Regions from separate parts of the Mus musculus genome. Here region 1 is linked to region 2. A link is a contact called in public HiCAR-type data. All regions are on one chromosome and are shown on one strand. The core of a region is the stretch at or near the end of the contact, and the rest is flanking DNA. Distances in the headings are between cores, read along the strand shown. Region 1 overlaps Tg (thyroglobulin). Region 2 overlaps Tg (thyroglobulin).

Region 1 (4,488 bases), core at 152-2,651, 78 kb after region 2:
CTGGAAAGTGCCCTGCGGTGCCAAATCTCAAGCCTATAGGCTATATATGTCCCAGGATAGCTATGGAAATGGCCCAGAATCTTTGTAGATGGCATCATGGACTAATCAAAAGATCAGACACCCCTCTGGGCATATTTATCCTCAGTGGACAGTGTATGTTAGGTCCCTGGAAATCTCTTTCCCAAGGCTCCGAGCCTTGCCCATTCCCCCAGTGTAGGGAGAAGTTTCCACTAGCAACAAGATAACATAGTTATCGGCTTTGAGGAATTCTGCCTGATTTTTTAAAAAATTACTGTTTTATGTATATGGGTATTTTGCCTATGTGCATGGTGCCTGCAGAGGTCAGAGAGGGTATTGGAACACCTAGAATTAGAGTTACAGATGACTGTGAGCCAGGGCATAAGGGTTGAAAATGGACCCCAGGTTCTTTGGAAGAGCACCCACTGTTCCTAACCACTGAGCCATCTCTTCAGCCTCCTGCCTGACTTTACATTGTTATTCGCCTAACAAGAGTGATTCTCATTCTACCATATCCAAATATAGCCATTCTTTCAGGATTTTAATTATCTTATCAGGTTCTTAGCACTCAGCATTGCCTCTGGTTTGTAATCCACAGCCAATACCCAGGAGGGTGAGAGAATTCTGACATGGTCTCACAAACTGTTGCCTATGATTGATGCCTGTAACATAGTGGGAGTGTTCTCCTCTAGCTCGTCTCCTTCTAAATTGTTCTGGCCAGTCTTGAGCACAAATATTTCTGTACAGATTTTATAATGACTTTATTGATGTTTTTCTAATAATTCTCCTGGGAATTTGAGTATAACTTCACAGAATTTTTAATCTATTGATTTTATGGGTAGGTCTATGTCATTATAATGTCTAGTCTTGGTCCATGAATTAAGCTGATAACAGAATGGTGAATACAATATTTGAGTGTCCTTGGATTGTTTCATAGAGTTTTAGATAGTTTTTCCATGGAAGTCTTTGTAATCATGAGTTGAGACCCTTAGCATGCCATAATTTGGTTGGTGTGAATGGCATATTAGTTTTTATGGTGTTTTCCAGTTGGTTGATACTTGTGTTCAGAAACAAGCTGATTCAGAAAGTTTCCTACCTCTAGCGTTAATTTGAATGTCTTGTCTGCTGGGTACATGAACTAGCTTCGTTCTATACTGCTGGAGCAGCCTCAGATGGAGTGACTTAGAGACCCAGCACCAAAGCAGCTCAGAGGATAGAGCCAATACCTTCTAATTACAGAGCATTTCATAAGATGAGAAGCTGAGTGCCTGTGATAGTTTGAATGAAAACTCCTCCGATAAGTTCACAGGAAGTAGCATTGTTTGACAGGACTAGGAGGTGTAGCTTTGTTGGAGAAGATACAGCATTTTTGGAGAAAGTGTGTCACTGAGGGTTGGTTTTGAGGTTTCAGAAGTGAGCCAACGCTCATTCTTCCTTCTGCCTGTGGTTCTAGATATAGAATTCTCAGTTCCTCGCCAATACCATGTCTGCTTGCATGCTGCCATGATTCCCACTGTGATGATAAACAACAAATTTCTGAACTGTAATCTAGCCCCATTTAAATGTTTCCATTTTTAAGAGTTGCCATGGTCATGGTATCTTTTCACAGTAATAGAAACCTTAACAGGACAGTTTCTGTATTATACCCAGGGCACTGGTTTCTTGTAGAAGCTTCTCTACCACCCCAACATGAACTAATCCTCTTCAGTAGGGCTGAGTTTGAGTAGTGGAGGGTGAAGGTATCAGAAGGATGGAGAGGAAGGAAGGACCCTATTGATCCACAACTTGTGCTAAAGGTCCTTAGTAGATCTCTTCTCACCCTCAAGACTCACTGGACTCATCTTTTTTCTCCATCTTTTTTGATTGGGTTGGTAAGGCTTTGCATATTCATCTCCTTCATTACGTGTTACCTATTAAATTTCTCTATAAAATCTACATTATGCCTATACTTAAAAGTACTTTTCTGACACTGGTTCTGTGCTTTACTGTGCTTGATGTGAACTGTCATCTTCTCTTAGCTCTCCAGCACCCAGCTGAGTTCATTGTGTCTCTGTCTTTGTTTCTGAGACATCATTCTGTACTGAGGCAATAAGATCCCCTCTTGCTGTCTTATCGGCAGTGCCTCATACATTTTGGAATGGAGACAGTGCTGTTCTCTCCAAGCTCTCCATTTTCTGGACAGTGTTTCTATTTACTCAAGAATCCTTTAAGAATTTAGATTCATGGAATTTTTTCTCAACCTCTTTCAAGGTGGCCACAATGCACCTTTAATGGTTGTTTGAAATAGTGCAAAAAAAAAAGTGTCATTTTCAGAATGTAAGCTGTCTCCCTTCTCCCTAGACTGCTTTTCCTGTAGTATCATGTAATTGATTCTCATCTTACATTTCCTTCTGCTTCAACATGTAGCAAAAATTTCCCTTGCATTCATTTCTCTCCATGAAAATATTTCCGCACGTTCATCAAGATCACCTGAATCCCATGATAGAGAATGTCTCATAAATGCACCTGTGTCTCCCTCCACAGAATTTCTTCTACACAGGGATACACCTTCCACAGCCTCCCTTCCAAGTAGAGTGTGGGCCTGGGCCTGGACAAAGTGTGCCCTTTCTTGGGGACCTTCTTTATTTTTAAGCTATACACCCTTAGAACTATGTCTCAATTTGATGCTGGAATTTCCAACATTCAACTTCCACCTAGCGTCCACAACCTAGTAAACAGTTATCACTCTTCTACATTCATCCTTCCCAAGCTGCTTTTCTCCCACATCCAAGCTTAGCTCCACCTCTTCAGGGCTTACAGACTCCGCCCTCTGGATGATGCTTCTATTGCTGAAGACCCTCAGGTTCAGCCATTCCGCTCTTTGATCTCTTGGAGGCTGACTTGCTCAGGCCTACAGGACCTGCCCGCTGACCTGTGGCCTGGACTGTGCTTCCTAAATCTTTGTGTAGCTATCTGCTGCTCCTGCCTCGGCACCCATGTAAAGAGTCGCAGCTGCACAAAAGCCCCTATTTTACACATCCCTCTCTTCCTCAGAAAGTGGATCTTTGTTAATGGCATCCTCCTCCATCTGTGACATTGGAGACCTCCACAGCCACAAGCCTCAGTGGTTAAGATGAACAGGTGTCCAGATAACATTTGTGGAAAGAAATTCTCAGGAGACTGAGTAGCTCAAATACCAGAAATAATAGGAAGATAGTTATCATGATGATCTCAAGAAATCCATGCTCCCTCTTGATCCCTTCTCTCTCTACTCACAGGAAGTGAGATGGGGACCCTGAGTCAGAACAGTATCTCTTGCTGACCTTTGTGTGTGTCCTTCCAGTTGACCTCTTCATTGAAAACCAACAACTTTATACTCCTGAGAGGCATATTCATGATTCTCAACCCATAGGTCACTTATCCAAGGTTAAATAAGTATTAGTTTTACTTTAATCAGGAATAAATACATGATTTGGCAAAGTGTAATGCTTCCCACTTAGAAGTACCCCCAAATACTACTCAAAGTTCCAATCACATTGACCACAACAGAAAACAGCACAGAAGATAGTGAACAGAGATACATCAGGAGCCAGAGATCATGGCCTCATAGCAGAAGTTACTGACCTTGTGTGACATTTGTTTCTCACACACTGACGAGTATCTTTGAAATAGCCATTTTGAAAGACCTCAGAGAACACCCATGCCTCTAGGTGTAAAAACACCAGATCTGACGATATGTCACGTCATGTCAAGGCGTATGCTTGTACCATCTGCAGGCTGAGCCCAGGTATATGGAATGCACATGATGGGTGACAAATCCCTCCTGTATTTCTCTTACCAAGAATCCTTGTGATAGACAGGGATGAATAGCCATGACTATCCTGTCTCCCATTCCAGCAGGATATAGGTGTGAGAGAGAATGAAGGCTTCTCTTTCCTTAGTGCCCTGTGGGTTTTCTCTCACCTCTCACAATCATCTATGGCAGCATTCAGCTTCTCCAGTTCCCCTTTCCCAGAAAGGGGCATTCTTATTCATGCAGACGCCAGCCCTTCTTACAGGAAAATATACAGGATAAATTAATTCTCTAAAGCTAACCAGCTTCCTTATAGAATAAAACAAAACAGCAACAAACAAACAAACACTAAGCATTCTAATCTACTTGGTCCAACAAGCCTTGTATTCCTTGTAGATCCATGGGAATAAGAGCACCTGGATAACCCTCACTCCTCCTCAGTTCATTGTAACTGTGAAGGTTCCTCCTGTTTCACATTCAGGGTTACATCATGTTGTTCTCCTTATCTCTCTGCTCCAGCCGGAATCCCAGCATTAAGGAATTCCACTCATACCTCATTTATTCCCATTTGACCTCAGCACAGTATTTCACCCAGGCATCTTCCTATGGGCATGAGGAATGGGGGTTCTAAAACATAGAACCCCAACAACTGGATGAGTCAAAACTGTCTATCTGAGAAGTTTTTCCAGTAGAGCTGC
Region 2 (4,904 bases), core at 981-3,480:
ACAGGATGCTCTGGGCTGTGGTAGGTATTAACTTCCCTCTAGACTAAGGTATAGAACCTCAGGAGGCTTCAGGAAAGGCCACTCTACTCTGGGGGAATCATCAATGCATTAGTCAATAAGTATTTTTCTGTCCAGTTTTCAAGGGAATCAACTCATTAGCCGTCACTGTATCAAGGAAGGAAGGAAGGAAGGAAGGAAGGAAGGAAGGAAGGAAGGAAGGAAGGAAGGAAAAGAAGCCAGTGTATGACATTTTCTGTTAGTTCTTCCTCAGCTTGAATATGGTACTGGGATCCTTGTGAGAAGAAAGCCCATGTCTCCCCTATACCCTGGCGTGACATTTCTTGGTTTTATTTTGGCAAGATGTCATCTCTCTCAACCTTTACATAACCATTTGACATCCCACTCTACTCTCATGGAGATGAGACCTGCTACAGGTTGACTTGACAGGTCTTGCTCTTGCCCATGAGCATCTTTGAAGACCATTTTCATGGGACTGCAGCTACAAAGAAAATGGAAGATGTGTCAGCTTCCTGTCACTCTCTTTATTATCACTCCTGACTCAGTTTTTTTTAAGTAGTTCAGGAAGTTGAATTGTAACATGGGTCTCCTTGGCTAAAAGATTTCAAGATATCTTCAGGATTTGTTCTTCCTAAAGGCCCTGAAGGGATCTGATTCCATCAATTTCTCAAAGTCAGACACATTCTTTGGCTGTAGAATCCCTCTTTCATTGTCAAGGACAATGTGCCATTTAAGAGCAATTTTAATGACCTACAGCTGGATACTCCAGGAAACTTCCACAGCTGTGTGGTCCATCTATTTTTATTTAAATTCCACCTATAATTTTAATTCCTGTTGGCCACATAGCTAATATAACAGCTTCCAAGGATAGGGATGTGGTGGTGTGTGGGTAAGGTGGCAGGATCATTGTTCCATCATGAAAAGATTCAAAGGTTTTATGATGGGATGGAAGCTTACCTCCTACATGGAGTGAATTGGAGAGTTTTTATTGAGCTGAGAAGAGAATGCTTTCTGTTATTTCCCTCCTAGTTATATTAGTTGCAAGACAAAGCTAGACTTTCTAAAATCCCTGCCAAGTGAATTTGAGCTACATCCTAATCCCAGCACAGAGTACAGAAGCATTGCCACTCCCAATTGGTATTTACTGCAGATATTACACTCTACATTGTGAGTTTGCAAGTATCTATTTCACAGGACGCCCTGATGGCAGGGCCTTTCCCCACCAGACAGTCAGAAATAGAGGATCTGTTAAATGGACTTGTACAGCTTGAACAAGCTGCTTCCCAAAAGGGGCTTGAAGTCACCATATCCAGTATCAATGGGTGAGGAATTGTAGCTTGTCTTGGGACAGAACGCGTATTTTGTCTTTCCATCTACTTAGAGCTACCCAGACAGGAAGATGAGAAGTGAGAGAAAGAGTGGATGGTGGCATCTGCTAAATGGAGTCCCAGAGAGGGCATCTCATACATGCCAGCCACGGGGTTCTCAGATTTGACTATGCAGTGTCCTTAGCTACCTGGATGAACACCATCGAGTTGGTGTGTGGATATATATATATGAGGGAAACTGAGAATCCAATTGCAAGTTTCTTCTGGAGTGCTTAGTCAATAGTGACTCTAAGCTCCTATCACCAGGAGATTGGGGGTTAGATAGGATGGCTTTGCCTAAAGGAAAAACTCTGTGTGGATCATGTGAGGACCTGATATCAGAGTAAGAAGGGCTTCAGCAAGCCCTCTTGAAAAATCCAGAATGGTGCCTGGGGAAGAGGTCTAAGATCAGGCTTTGCCCTATGCTTTCTTACAGCCCTTTTCTGTAAAGGTCCAGAACTTGTGGCTTTCTGGGACATTCAGCCAGGTCTCAATAGTTGAATTTAGTCACTGTGGAGAGTACAATGTGATTCAATTCTAATAACCATGGATCTACTGAAGCAGAAGGCCAGCCTCATTTGCTCTACATTCTGCAGTTGAGCAGCTTCACTTCAGCTCTGTCTATATTCTATCTCTCGATGGCTGTGCCTCCTTCCCTTGTCACAAAGGATTTCCCACCCCACCATCTAAGCTTCCAACTTTCTTCAGACTGAAAGACCCAGAATGAATTTACAAAGGCTGCACGAAAAGACTTGGGTTTTCTGCAGTATCTGTGCGTCTGTGATTATGTCTGAGAAGCCCCAGTGAATTTCTTGTATGTATGGAAACTTGCTGACGTTTCTGTAGAGCTGGGTGTTTCCCCCACTCCCTCCTGTGAGCAAGCTTTGGAAGCTGAGGCATACAGCTCTATATACACTTAGGACATGGCCTTTAGAATCAGACGTGCCTGGACTTGAGTCCTGGCACCAGCAGCTTTTTGTCCCTGGAACCACGGAGGTCATTTGTCCTCCCCTAAAAATCCTGAACTCCACGATGTAGAGTACACCGCTCTGCCTGTGACCAACCCTCAGTGAGTACCCCTGATTTTAGTTGGCAGTGCAGACATGTGATCTTGGCTCTATCTGCTTCCAGAGCTTTGGTCCCACCCTGTGCATCACACCTCTCCCTTCTCAAAAGGGGAGTGCTAGTGAAATCATACCATCTAAGATTCAGGCTTCTCCTTCTTGGCTTTTCTCCTTCTAAAACACATCTGGAACACAGCTGTGAAAGCTGTGGAGCTACAAGGCAGAACATTGTCCTGGGGAGATGAAGCAGGTTTTTTTCTCTGTCATCTCTGAGGTCTGATGTAAGTGATTCTTGGTTGTGCAGTGGCTTGGGTGAGAGGAGCTTCCCTTTCTTGTAAATTGTATGGACATGGTCATTCTGACCCTGGGAACTGGTGCTGCTAGGGATAACAGGAGAAGAAGCTTTGCTGTGGTTTTCTCAGGACATGTCTGTTCACTCTCTTGTCTCTCTATATTTTGTGGCTCCTGTGGAATTCCCTGCTGGAAGCTTCCATTAGAAGGGATTACAGAAAGATTGTCAAGATTTTTCATTTTTCCTCGGTCTGACATTAATTTCCACTTACCTACAATAAGTTCATTTTCCCCCTCTCTACAAATTCTCATAATAGAACTCGTTCCCTGTGGACTTTCTTATCTGGCAGATATGTCATGTCTTTCCCTTCATCCTTTCCTCCCTTACCCCTTTTCATTCATCTGTCATCCACCCACCTAAGCTTTAAAAATCTAGTTATGTACAAACCCCATACCACAAGTGCAGAGCAGCAAAAATTTTCATGGTACCACACATGACTGGACCATAGGACTGTGGTATAAAGTGCTGTTTAAGGCAGGCAGAGATACATGTTAGTGCAGCAGGTGCTGTGTGGGGTCTGAAAAAGTGAGCAGGAATTGGTGTTAAGATAGGCAGATGGGATCAGGCTCTCTGTCTCTGTCTTTTTCTCTCTGTCTGTCTCTGTCTGTCTCTGTCTGTCTCTGTCTCTCTGTCTCTCTGTCTCTCTGTCTCTCTGTCTCTCTGTCTCTGTCTCTGTCTCTCTCTCTCTCTCTCTCTCTCTCTCTCTCTCTCTGTGTGTGTGTGTGTGTGTGTGTGTGTGCATTTATGTGTTAGGAGCACCAAAATGAAGGCTATTGCAGAAACTGGATGGAATAGTAAAAAAGCAATGAGTGTAAAAGCCCACTGGCTTTATGAGACAATGCCATGATTTCTATTGCTGAATAGAGTCTGTAGGGGAACATGGCAGGAGGTGACCCATCAAGAAAGATAGGATTCTGAGAAGTATAGACACAAGTTTGAACCATCAACAGAGCACCACAGAAGAATTTTGAGCTGGAGAGTGACAGAACCAGAAAGACTTGACAGGACTTATATGAACTTCTTAAAAGGTGAAGTATTCTGATGTCTCCCAAAGATACTTTTCCTCTTTGCAAAAGTATGACCTGTCACTGCTGGGGTTGAAAGAAAGATTGGCGGGAAGAACAACAAAACTCAAAGCCTTGAAAGCTCTAAACTCAAATGATCAACTCTTGTATTAAATAGAGGAGGCACTTGTCACAGCTATTAGTAATTCTGGCTGGTGGATTGGAAGGTGAAAGTGAGCATGCAGGGGCCGTGGAACACGTACACTTTCTGGTCTTGAGAGGAGCCACGTGCTCAGGAAAGGATGATGGTCATCAAGGTGCTGCCTCATTATAATCTACAAAAGTACCCTTTAGATGGAAAATCTCTTTACATCAGGGGCAGTCACAGTGGTGAAGGAGCATGCGTAACTTCTCAGACTGACAGGAGCCTGTGGTTTGATAGCATCTCTCCAGGTCTCACTTTCCTGTCTTCATCGGGACTCTGAATAAAGATAGCAGAGCCGATTACATTGGCCAGGAAGCATTAGTTTCCTTTGGCCCCAAATTTACAGATACTTACTTGAAAAAAAAAATTGTCCCAACCAATCATTATCAATCTGACTCAAAGAAGTAGTGGAACTGGTGCTCAGAGAAGGATACTCACTGATAGCGTAGACTGGAAAGTACTACACAGTTTCCAAGATGTGGCTGAGTTTCTGATTTACTCTGAGATAGCAAGAATGCATGCAGACCAAGGATAGTAACTCCCAGAGCATTGGCTCCATCTCACTGTGTTCCACCTTGCTGTGGTGACTTTTTTTTATCTTGCTGCTAAGTCAGAAAAGATGCCCTTCTCATAGGGCTGTGAGACAACACATGAAAACAGCTGGTGCTGTGCCTGCCACATGTCATAATTTCACCCTCTCCCCTTCCAGGAGAGTGCTGTAGCAAGTGATGGCTGAGCACTCCAGGCCCAACCTTCTCACCAGTAAGATGGGAATAGATACTCATTCTTAGTGGTAATCATAGAGGAATTTAAGTCCACCAATTTTGCTACTCTGGCAAGGGACCACATCCAAAGGTCTAGGCTGTGTGATCTGGCTTGAATGCCTACATGTCT

The links. HiCAR-type assays count read pairs that join an accessible place to other places.
Region 1: a HiCAR-type map of Th17 cells shows a contact between it and region 2, with 3 times the contacts expected there. The contact joins two enhancer-like sites. A contact is called at or near these places in 2 of 15 datasets of contacts at CTCF or cohesin (CD8 T cells and the NIH/3T3 cell line), 6 of 484 Hi-C or Micro-C datasets (CD8 T cells, CD8 central memory T cells, embryonic fibroblasts and 3 more), 3 of 115 datasets of contacts at active chromatin or transcription factors (CD8 T cells, the SCID.adh cell line and Th17 cells) and 2 of 9 other capture datasets (adipose tissue and liver).

What each region holds. Positions count from the first base shown.
Region 1 is chr15:66,777,445-66,781,932 of GRCm38.p6, forward strand. All of the region lies in intron 41 of Tg (thyroglobulin), which reads left to right. Sla (src-like adaptor) reads right to left here. Exons shown (of 9, transcript NM_009192.3): 9 at 3,375-4,488. Among named protein-coding and RNA genes, the nearest start is that of Sla, 52 kb to the right of the region's middle. Within about 2 kb of position 1,402, at least 9 of the 459 cell types and tissues checked have an H3K27ac peak or open chromatin away from gene starts, as enhancers often do. A contact at or near this core is called in Th17 cells, where this site is marked.
Region 2 is chr15:66,698,636-66,703,539 of GRCm38.p6, forward strand. It overlaps Tg (thyroglobulin), which reads left to right. Exons shown (of 48, transcript NM_009375.2): 20 at 1-20. Among named protein-coding and RNA genes, the nearest start is that of Tg, 30 kb to the left of the region's middle. Within about 2 kb of position 2,231, at least 9 of the 459 cell types and tissues checked have an H3K27ac peak or open chromatin away from gene starts, as enhancers often do. A contact at or near this core is called in Th17 cells, where this site is marked.